Linked DNA regions of Capra hircus: all the other regions are linked to region 3. A link is a contact called in public Hi-C data. All regions are on one chromosome and are shown on one strand. Each heading gives the region's core, a stretch centred on a gene start, on an enhancer-like site or on the middle of the called end of the contact. The rest is flanking DNA. Distances are from core to core; before and after follow the strand shown.

What was found. A called contact is a pair of places that touch in the nucleus more often than the background predicts.
Region 1: a Hi-C map of blood shows a contact between it and region 3, with 6 times the contacts expected there. The contact joins the promoter of RNF19B here to the enhancer-like site in region 3.
Region 2: a Hi-C map of blood shows a contact between it and region 3, with 5 times the contacts expected there. The contact joins two enhancer-like sites. A contact is called at or near these places in 2 of 5 Hi-C or Micro-C datasets (both in blood).

What each region holds. Positions count from the first base shown.
Region 1 is chr2:15,006,715-15,010,493 of ARS1.2, forward strand. RNF19B (E3 ubiquitin-protein ligase RNF19B) reads right to left here and starts at 2,329. Exons shown (of 9, transcript XM_018058077.1): 1 at 1,573-2,329. The coding sequence starts at 2,192.
Region 2 is chr2:14,987,792-14,991,762 of ARS1.2, forward strand. RNF19B (E3 ubiquitin-protein ligase RNF19B) reads right to left here. Exons shown (of 9, transcript XM_018058077.1): 7 at 3,051-3,258; 8 at 438-569. Among named protein-coding and RNA genes, the nearest start is that of RNF19B, 19 kb to the right of the region's middle. Within about 2 kb of position 1,585, at least 2 of the 5 cell types and tissues checked have an H3K27ac peak or open chromatin away from gene starts, as enhancers often do.
Region 3 is chr2:15,097,751-15,101,351 of ARS1.2, forward strand. It overlaps LOC108638640 (a long non-coding RNA gene), which reads left to right. Exons shown (of 3, transcript XR_001920009.1): 2 at 2,651-2,842. Among named protein-coding and RNA genes, the nearest start is that of AK2, 27 kb to the left of the region's middle. Within about 2 kb of position 1,446, at least 2 of the 5 cell types and tissues checked have an H3K27ac peak or open chromatin away from gene starts, as enhancers often do.

The DNA.
Region 1 (3,779 bases), core at 1,079-3,578, 90 kb before region 3:
CAGTGTTCTCTTAGGTAAATATTCCTTTAGTTCAGAAAATAGATCAATACTGTCTGTAAAACTTCAATACCACATAAATTAACCTCTTAAGGCTAGGAAGACTACCAGATCTCCAGATAAAAGCCAACTTTTCCAAGGGCCTACAAGGTTTTTTTCTGATACTTATTATTAATAACTGAAAGTGAAAGTGACCTACCATAGACAAACACCTCAACCTTTGACCACAACATTTCAAAGTAATTTAGAAACCTCATCTCAGTGAGCTTAAATAACACATACATTCTAAACAAGTTTGGCAGAATAGAAAAATAATAAGAAATTAACTCATCTTACCCTCCTAGACACTCTATGACAGCTTCTTTTGAATCAGACAAATAGCAGCATCATGGAAATCATAAAAGAGCCTTGATATATAGGTTATGATTAAAAGCCCTTAGTTCTTTTGAAAGAAAAGAACATACAGCTTTTTACTAGGAGTCCCTAGCCTCTTTTTGTCCTCAAAACATGACACACAAGAATAAAATGATCCGGCCAAGGTCACAGAGCAGGTAATGGCACACTCTGATGTCCCTCTTTCCTGCATGCAATCATTTATGGGATGCTATTATTAACTTATTATTACTGACAGTAACACACAATCAGATTTTAAAAACTAAAGGTTGGGGGCTGGAGGCGCCGGGGGTGGGGTGGGGGGCTTTCCACTGAATTCTCTAGATGGCAAAATCTGGTGGTATTAAGTCTCTGCATTTACACAGTGCAACATCAAGAACTCAAGATTGGAGGAGCTGGGAACCACATTTTCTCTTAATCATATCAACCTCTGGGCATCCTTCTCAGTGCCCCCATTGCCTCTCTGGACAAAGAAAGGGTCTGTCCACTCTACACCCTGCCCAACGCAGCAGTGTAAGGACCACAGGGGTGGCCACACGATAGCCGGGCACAGAAGACACACCACAACGCCCAGGTTGCCCCCCGAGCGCTGCCAGTGAGCTCTCCTTTCCCGCTAGAGCCATTTCAGTCACCTGCATCCCAACTTTCAGCAGTGGTGGTCTCAGCAAAAGTACACCTTCTCCTGCAACGCTGCGAAGTTTGCCCCTAGTCAACTGGACACACCCCTCCAAAGCGCTGCCCTTTCAGAATGATGTCTTATTCCGTCCTTTGCCAGATATCAGCTCCCCATCCTCATTCAGAGATACCCCCTTCCTCTGGAGAGGGGCGTTCGCCGGACCAAAAACAGCCCCTCGCTGCCTCCTGACTTGATGGACAGCTCCCTTCTTACCCAGTGCTCGGCACCTCAAGTCCTCAGGCAGGGGTTGGGCACTGGGTGCGTTCACCTCAAGGGGCTGGGCTTGCCGATGGTTACCGCTTACCAGCCCGCCGTAACTGCCGCCTGGCCTCCCTTCCACTGGTCATCCCTCACCTCTCCCTCCACGCTGGGACATGGACACACACACACACACACACGGTGCGTGGAGGACCGCCCCTCGCGGCCGGCCACACGCAGGGTCCAGCCTTCGGCCCCAGGTCCCCTCCACCGCGGCCACCGCCCCAGGGCCACGCCCCCGCGCTCACCCGCAGTCCGGGGCTGGGCACCAGCGGCAGTCGGGGTCCGAGGCCAGGTAGCGGCGCAGCATGAACTCCTCGTACTTGTGCATGAGCGGCGGGTCGGCGAGCAGCAGGCGGATGTCGTGCGGGTTGAGCCGCTCGCTGCACTCGGGGCAGCTGATGGGGACCCGGCTCTCGCTGATCTCCAGGCGCAGGTAGTGGCGGAGGCAGTCCCGGCACGAGCGGTGCGGACAGCTGAGGAGGCGCGGGGCCCGCTCCGGCGGCAGCCGCACCAGGCACAGCGGGCACTCCACCTCCTCCGGGCCCGAGCCACCGCCCTCCGCCGCCTCCTCATCGTTTAACCCGGGCCCCACTGTCGCCGCGGCCTCCGCCTCGGCCTCGGCGGCCGGCTCGGCGGGCAGCGCCTCGGGCGGCGAGGCTTGGGCCGGGGCGGGCGGCGGCGGCGCGGCCGGGGGCGGTGGCTCGGCCTGCGGCTTGGCTCGGGCGCGGCGGCCGCGGGCCGAAGAGGAGAAGACGCTGTGGAAGGTGAGGCGCCGGCGCCGGCCGCCGCTGCGGCACTTGGGGTCGGGCGCAGCCGCGTGTAGAGATGTAGAGCGCGGCGATTCGGAGTCTTTCTCGGAGCCCATGGTCCCCAGAGGCCGAGGGGCGAGGGGCGCCCAGCGCCACCACAGCTCCCGCCTCAGCGCCCCCTCAGCCGGCGCCCGGGCCGCCGCCGCCTCAGCCTCCCTCCCAGAGATAGAAACCAAGCAGTAGCGACGAAGTGGTTATAAAGCCTCCGCCCCGCGCGCCGATGCCCACTGCGCAGGCGCTTCGCGGAGACACCTCACAACCCGCACCGCCCATGCCGGAGGGTGGGGGGGCGCTGGGCGGGGCCGAGCGGGGTGGGGCGCGCTGGGCGTGCTGGGGCGGAGCCCCGCCTCCTCGGAGGGCAGGTGATTCCAGGGCCGCCATCTTGAGAAGAAGGTAACTCAACTAGTTTACTTGGCCTCTTCCGTCAATATCATCGCCCCTAGCCACATCGAACCTGCGGCGGAGTTTTCGGTTTGCCTTTCCTCGAGGTTGGGCCGATTGCTGCTTCCAGCAAATGATATTTTAGTTACTCCATCTGTAAAAAGCCGATGAGGGTAAATCAGATAGTGATTCCCAACTGGTCTACGTTCCAACACATCTTTTGTTGTTTTTTTTATTAACCAGTAATTAATAAAGAATATATTCATTGAGCTTCTATTAAATGGAGGCAGGTGAAACAGACAGGGTCTCCCTATCTGGGAGAGGTTTACAAAATAAAATCCAAATCCCTCAATCTAGCATTCAGTACTTTCTGTGACCTACTAAACTATTCCTAGGTCCACCGCCCATTCTAACCTTCTGGTAGTTTGGTTACTTACAAATTGTGGACGGATGTCCAGCATTTTGGGGGTGCCTGGAAGTGCCTTTCTGCTGATCCCCCACTGCTCTGACTGGGGGAAGACACGGAATCAGCCTTACAAATGGGAGAAAAGCAAGCCGCTTTAACAGCAATGGGAAGGTATCAGGCAGGATTAGACTCAGTTGCAAATAACAAAAGAAAAAAAAAAGGCTTATGATAGAAATTTATTTCTCTCTTCATGAGAAATAATTCGTAAAAGTTCAAGGCTGCTCTGCCATTCTTAGCAATTGGTTTCTAATCTTAAGGTCAACTCATTATTGTCCACATTCCAGACAGTGGGGAGGGAAAAGAGAAGAAAGGTACACTCATTTCCTTTTAAGAAGACTGCCTTAAAAAAAAAAAAAAAAAAAGGAAGACTGCCTTGAAAGCCTGGCACATTTCTGCTTACATCTCATTAGCCAAAGCGTAGTCACATGGCCATACTGGGATATGTAGCTTTTTAACTGGGCACAATGTGTCCCTAAAAATAGGTGCTCTGTTATTAATAAAGATTGGTAGAAACTGTACTAAAAGATAACCGTTTGTCTTTTATGGGTGGTATTAAAACCTTGAGAAAGGTCCTTAGGAATAAACCCTGGGAAACTTCAAACTTTTGAGGTAAAACAGAGGAAGAAGAGCCAGCGAAAGAAACTGAAAAGCAGGGGCTGTGACACAGGAGAAAACTCAAGCTAGTATGATGTCACAGACACCTAGATAAAATGTTTCCAGGGGGAGTGGTCAATTATGACAAATCCCACTGAGAAGTCAACGCCGATAAGAACAGAGAAGTGATCATTGGATTTAG
Region 2 (3,971 bases), core at 335-2,834, 110 kb before region 3:
ATGAGAAGAAACCAGAATCTCTCCAGTAGGGAGTGCTGTAATCACACCATACCAGATACACTAGCTTCTCAAAAATAGAGAAATAGGCTACAAGAGCCACATCAAGCAAGGATCAACGTAAGAACAGAAACCACAGAGCCATAAACATCAGTGAATACCCATCTAGCTTGTTAAGTTCCATGTGAATAATTACACTGTTGCAACAGCCAAAAATAAAAAGGAAGAAAAAACCTCTAAAAATCAAGTGCTAACAGAAGAATCAATCAAGAGATGCCCAACACTCCCATACCAAGAATGTGCTCAATGAATCCACAGGGTATACACACCATGTATCCCACTATATGGTACATAGAGCCCTAACGTGAGGCATTGTGCTTCTAAGGCCAAAACTCAACCAAAAAATGCAACTTCTCCTAGGCATCTGACTGTTCACATACCTGTCCTGTGGGTTGTAGGAACTGATTATGGAACCGGCCATAGCACGAGTGCTTGCGTTGTCACTAATTGCACCAAGACTGGCTGTGTCTTTGGGGAAAATTTCCTTTTGGACATCGGCTTGGACTTCTAACCTGTGTAAAGAGGGGACATTTAAGTTAATATGAGACCTGGGTATTTCAAGACAGTCCGCTTCCTGGCACATACCACTTACATTATTCTCTTGCAAATTGAGTTGATTTGATCGTCTCCAAATGCCAAATAGCTCAAAGAGATGCCCACACACTTTCTCTCTTAAAGTTATCTTTTGAAATCGTCCCCTCCTTTCCATCCCCACTGCTACTGCTTAACTTCAGGCTCTCAACAGCTCCCGCGTGGGTAACTGCAATTGTGCTGTCTCCAGTAGCCGTAAGTTCAAGTCAAACAACTTTCAGATCAGTGCCAAAGTGGATAATAACCTAATTACTCTAACAGCCCCTCTCTTGGCTCCCCCTTGCCATTAGGCATTTAAGGTCTACCTGATCTGCCTCCAAGCTGTCTCCAGTTCCACCTCTTACCATAGATCCTAAATCCTAATCACATTGGATTTTTTCCCCTTACACACCTATACACATTTTATACCTCTCTGACTTTGCATATGCTAGTCCCTCTCTTTGAAGTTTTCTTTCTCTATGTGACAAATTCATACTCAGTTCTTAAGAACAAGGAAGCATTATCTCCCTTCCTTCTTCCGTCAAACCACTTTCTGCAAAGTGCTCCACAGCAACTACCTACTTATTAAATCAATTTACACATCTCTTTCACGCTCAGTTGTGAGCTCCAAAAGAGGAGAGGCCACGTCTCTTTTACACTTTACCCTCCATGTCTTGCATGTACTAGGAACTTAAACATTCAGCAATCAAATCACCCCCAGGCTATGAGCTTAAAGGACACATAAGAGTCAACCTCCAACGGCAGCAAACTTTCCCAATGGTGTCTCAGAGGACCCATAGCTTTTCCTATCTTGGCTCCAATATCATTTGGTTGCACATTTAAGTATTTCCTCATAATGGGTTTCACAGTCAAACCCATCTGACTCATTCACTTCCTATAAAAGGCTTTCACAGAACTGGAACAGCTGGCCTGGCTAAGCTGCAGTTTCAGCAAGTCAGTCCCCAATTATGTCTGCTTATTTACAGGGGTGTTGGTTTCAAGAAAGCACAGCAGTGAATTCTCCAGCATGTGGAGGCGGGATCCCCTAACAAGAGAGAACCAGAGTCAGGAGACACCAACAGGTCAGCAGCAGCCTACAGCCGCACATTCAGTCAACCTCCATCCTGCTGTCTGAGTCTCTGCTCTGCTCCTCCAGCCTTAGATGCCCTTCAGGAATGTGCCACAGTCCAGGAAAATGAGGCAGTGCAATGGAAAGTGCACTGAGTCAGAGACCTGGGTCCTAGTCTCAGCTCTGCCATAGATCACTCTCAGAACTGGAAGAGGCCTTTCACAAAGGCCATCTCCTTCAGTGGTTCCTAGAAGTTGGTCTGTGCAATGGCTATGCTAGAATCAGCTGGGGAGAATTTTCAAAACAGAGATTCCTAGGTCCCACTCTGGGAGATTCTAATTTATTAATTCTGGGATAGAGCACTGCAATCTATTTTTAAAAGGCTCCCAAGTGAGTGACACGCATTCAGGTGTGGGATCCAGCCCATCTGCCAACTGTTGCTTGACCTCCTAATAGCCAATTGGCCCTCTGGTCTCACTTCAAATACTTTCAGAGGTACAGAGCTCAATTATCTACTGATATAATCCATTCTTTCTCTGGACTTTATACAGATTTTTCCTACAGTCTCTATAATGAAACAAAATTTGTTTCCCTCTAGCCTCTGCCGAATTATCTTAATCTATCTCCTGGCATGAGGCAGAAGTCTTAATCCTTTTCCACTTCAAGGCCCTGCAGGTAACTGAAGGCAGCGTCTCCTCTACCTCTGTACCTTGTTTTGTATCACCTCTACCCCTCCTCAGGCCTCTCTTCTCCAGGGCATTCAAGTAACTGCTTCTCACGTAACGTCTGCTATGCTCCTCTGAATGTGCTCTGTTTTATCTACCTGGTGAAACAACCAACCAAATCACAACCATTTCAGTCATAAAGACTTACATATTCTGAACACAAGTTTATAGAATTGATTTTTCTTATCAAATGGGAATCAGAACAGGAAGGTTATAAGGATCACAGTACCAATAAGCCAACAAGATACAGCATAAATGCTGTTCAACTAAAAGCCAGTGACAATCCTAATGGAGGGCATAGTCTTGGAAATTCTACAAAAATGCATGCTTCCCCTTTCTAAAAGAGGCAGCCTAACACAGTAGAGGGAGGATCTGAAGTCAAGATTATTCTTTATATGGAGTCACTATGGTACAGTGGGAAGAAACACAGAACTTCTATGTTGTGTCACTCAACCTTTTTAGCCTGTTTTCTAACTGCAAAGGTTAAAAAAAAAAAAACAAACACAAAAACACCATTGATGATTATATTAAAACGAGATGCTACATGAGACACGCCTGGTACAAAGAAATGGCTCAACATGATATGTTACTTCTCATAAGTCCAACTAGTTCTGCCAGAAATCGCTTACCTGCTGTATTTTCCCTTGCCACTAGAAAGAATGCCACCACTCAGTGTGCCCCCCGAGAGGGCTGCAAAGCTGGCTGTTTCGCTGTATGGACCTTGCATAACGCTGAGTCCGTCTGTAGGGCTTCCACTGGTGCTCAGCACGCTAGTTAGGCCTTCGATGCTACTTTCCCCAATGCTGGGATTCTTGAGGGCTCGCCAGGCATCTGCCACTGGGGATGGAACCAAACATCACAACTGAAGATGGCACAATATCAAAACAGGGTCTGGGATCGTCTTGCAATGACTCTTCAGAGGAGAGAATAGTCATGTAGAAAAATACTCATTTATTCACTTAATGAATAGCATCTACATGCAGCCACCATGTATCAGGTATTTTCACATATGTTCACATTTAATTTTCCCAAGAAATAGGGACTAGTAACCCCAATTTTAGATGAGGAAATGAAAGCTTAGAACTAAATGCCTTATCTATGGTCAGTCACACAATACTGCCATGTGATTCTGAGTCCACTATTCTTTCCATTATGCTATAGATGCCACCTAATCAAACATAAATATTTCCAAATACATTTAGGTCATGTGCTGATTCTAGTAGGAAGTTTGAAAAAATCTCTGGGGATCTCTGTGTCTCAGGCTAGTTAATATGGTAAAGTAATATGGTTAATATGGTAAACAACATCAAAGCATAAGTCAGAAGACCTGCTACAGTTCCAGCTCTTCAGAAGTTCTTAAACCCATTTAACAGATGTTGAGACTAAGGCTTAAAGAAGTTCCAATTAATCGGGGATAATAACAGCCCTGGTCCTCTCTCTTCAGAGCTGTTGTAAAAACCAAGTGAAATAATAACTGTGTAAAGTCTTCTGAAAATTATAAAGTATTGTGCAGATATAAGACTTTATTATACTTATATAATTTACTATTA
Region 3 (3,601 bases), core at 196-2,695:
TGTGCTGCGCAGCCACCACTCCTCGGGTTGCTCCTCCCAGCTGCTGGATCATGGAAAAAGCAAGAGAGTTCCAGAAAAACATCTATTTCTGCTTTATTGACTATGCCAAAGCCTTTGACTGTGTGTATCACAATAAACTGTGGAAAATCCTGAAAGAGATGGGAATACCAGACCACCTGACCTGCCTCTTGAGGAATCTGTATGCAGGTCAGGAAGCAACATTTAGAACTGGACATGGGACAACAGACTGGTTCCAAATAGGAAAAGGAGTACGTCAAGGCTGTATATTGTTACCCTGCTTATTTAACTTATATGCAGAGGACATCATGAGAAATGCTGGACTGGAAGAAACACAAGCTGGAATCAAGATTGCCGGGAGAAATATCAATAACCTCAGATATGCAGAGGACACCACCCTTATGGCAGAAAGTGAACAGGAACTAAAAAGCCTCTTGATGAAAGTGAAAGAGGAGAGCGAAAAAGTTGGCTTAAAGCTCAACATTCAGAAAACGAAGATCATGGCATCCGGTCCCATCACTTCATGGGAAATAGATGGGGAAACAGTAGAAACAGTGTCAGACTTTATTTTGGGGGGCTCCAAAATCACTGCAGATGGTGACTGCAGCCATGAAATTAAAAGACGCTTACTTCTTGGAAGAAAAGTTATGACCAACCTAGAGAGCATATTAAAAAGCAGAGACATTATTTTGCCCACTAAGGTCCGTCTAGTCAAGGCTATGGTTTTTCCTGTGGTCATGTATACATGTGAGAGTTGGACTGTGAAGAAGGCTGAGCGCCAAAGAACTGATGCTTTTGAACTGTGGTGTTGGAGAAGACTCTTGATGGTCCCTTGGACTGCAAGGAGATCCAACCAGTGCATTCTGAAGGAGATCAGCCCTGGGATTTCTTTGGAAGGAATGATGCTAAAGCTGAAGCTCCAGTACTTTGGCCACCTCATGCGAAGAGTTGACTCATTGGAAAAGACTCTGATGCTGGGAGAGATTGGGGGCAGGAGGAGAAGTGGACGACCCAGGATGAGATGGCTGGATGGCATCATGGACTCAGTGGACGTGAGTCTGAGTGAACTCCGGGTGATGGTGATGGACAGGGAGTCCTGGCGTGCTGCGATTCATGGGGTCACAAACATTCGGACACAACTGAGAGACTGAACTGAACTGAACAAGGACATACCAGATCCCAGTTCCCCAACCGGCGATGGAACTCCCGCCCCCTGCAGTGGAAGTCCAGCATCCTAACCACTTGACTGCCAGGGAATTCCCTAGTTTTTAGTGCAGTCTTTAGTTTGAGGCATTACCTTGGTTTTTCCTTTTTTAAAGATCAATCAATATTGGATTCAAAGTTGCAGTAGGCAGGACCTGTGGCAGGAGAGGAGACTGGTGTGCTCTGATCTGTCTCTTCCCTGCCCTCTGGTGGAGGAATGAGAAGGGGGAAAAAAAAAGACTTGTTTCCTTAGGTGTCTCTTGCTGACCTTTGGCTGACCCCTCGGTGACTGCTTATAGCATGGCTGTGTTCCTGTCATCACAGTTGCTCAACTCATTCATTATCTACAGACATGGTGCGTGGAGGTGCTTCCCACCGCCCCCCGGGCAAGGCCATGCTGTTCAAGGACTCTGTGACAAATAACTTCCTCTGCTGGCAGCCTTGAACTCCCTGACAAGGCTTGCTCTTAGCACCCCAATGGCCTGCTGCCCCCGAGCTTCTGCTCTCTGCAGCCCCAATACCAGGGCCCATGGACATGGGCAGAATTAGTCTTTCTTCGTCTTCTTGCCCATTTGCCACCTGGTCACCTCCTTGGTCATTTCTCTCCAGTGCCCTTAATTTGGCAAATGCCAGAGACTCCGTTGACACCCACGGGGGATGAGCAGTCAGACGCCCTCTAGTGGCACCTGGAACTAGATGAATACTTCTCTTGGATCTGTTCGCATTGTCTTGTTTAGTTGCTAAGATGCATCCCACTCTTTGCAACCCCATGGACTGTAGCCTTTGTTCGTGTAATTTTCCAGGCAAGAATAATGGAGTGGGTTGCCATTTCCTTCTCCAGGGAATCTTCCCAACCCAGAAAGACTGAACCTGCATCTGCTGCCTTGCAGGCAGATTCTTTATTGCAGAGCCTTCGGGGAAGCCTACGACTGTGTAATAGGGCACCCTGAGCTTCACGGGGACAAGCAATCAGCATTTGATCACGCTCAAGGATTCTGTGGGACAAGGATGTTACAGGGCACAGGGGAGATGCCTAGGCTCTGCTCACCTTAGGTAGCCTCCAAGATGGTTCCCAGTGAGCCGTTCCTCTGGGTTTTTACGTCCTTGTGTAGTCCCCTCCCACTTTCTATCAGATTGGTTTGTGTAACCAACAGTATATGGCAGAAGGGATAGGAGGTCACTTTGGAGTCTAGGTTATAAAAGATACTGTGGTTTTTGCCTCTCTCCCTCTTTTTGATTGACCTTTTCCAGATTTAATACTCTCAAGTGAAAAGCCTGCTATTTCTCCCGATGAAATATAATGCAGAGAATTTCCCAGCACATCCCAGGAAGGCTAGTAGAAATTACTTTGAATTCGGCAGACTTTTCTCCCTGAGGAAACCTGGTAATTGTGTTGAATACACTCAGGGACTGTACCTCTCTTTTCCAGCAAGAAGCCAGCTGCCATGAGTGATGACACTCATCTATGGAGAGACCCATCTAAGGAAGAACTGAGGCCTCCTGCTGACCCCAGAGAGAGATGACTGCAGCCCTAGGCCGACAACTTGACTGAACTTCACGAGAGACCCTGAGTCAGAACCATCCAGAGGTGCTCCTCTCGGATTCCTAATTGTCAGAAAATGTGAGATCACAAATGTTTGTTGTTTTAAGCTGTAGCATTTAGGGGATAATTTGTTATACAGCGATAGATAACTAATACATTGCTCTATGATGTCTGGACTCTTTGTTGGGAAGATTCAAATGGGTGGGGCTGGAATCACCTGGAGGCTGCTTCATCCATGGGGCTGGCGCCTGAGCTGGGATGGCTTGAAGGCTCAGCGGACACTGTCACCCTGAGGTAGGAGATAGACGGGCTCCAGGTTGGACATTTACTATCAGCCACCCTTCTGTTTGCATTTCCTGAGATAAGAGATACGTGGGCTCTAGCTGAGGAATTTATAACCAGCCCCCTGTTTGCTTTCAGAAATGGAAGTAACAACAGAAACAGGTAAATAGCCAGTCTTTACCTCTTGTAAACACCTCAAGGGAATAATCATGGCAAGGACAGTTCACTTCAGTTCAGTTCAGTCACTCAGTCGTGTCCAACTCTTTGCGACTCCACGCACTGCAGCATGCCAGGCCTCCCTGTCCATCATCAACTCCCGGAGGTTACCCAAACTCATGTCCATTGAGTCAGTGATGCCATCCAACCCTCTCATCCTCTGTCATCCCCTTCTCCTCCTGCCTTCAATCTTTCCCAGCGTTAGGGTCTTTCCAAATGAGTCAGTTCTTTGCATCAGATGGCCAAAGTATTGGAGTTTCAGCTTCAACATCAGTTCTTCCAATGAATATTCAGAACTGATTTCCTTTAGGATGGATTGGTTGGATCTCCTTGTAGTCC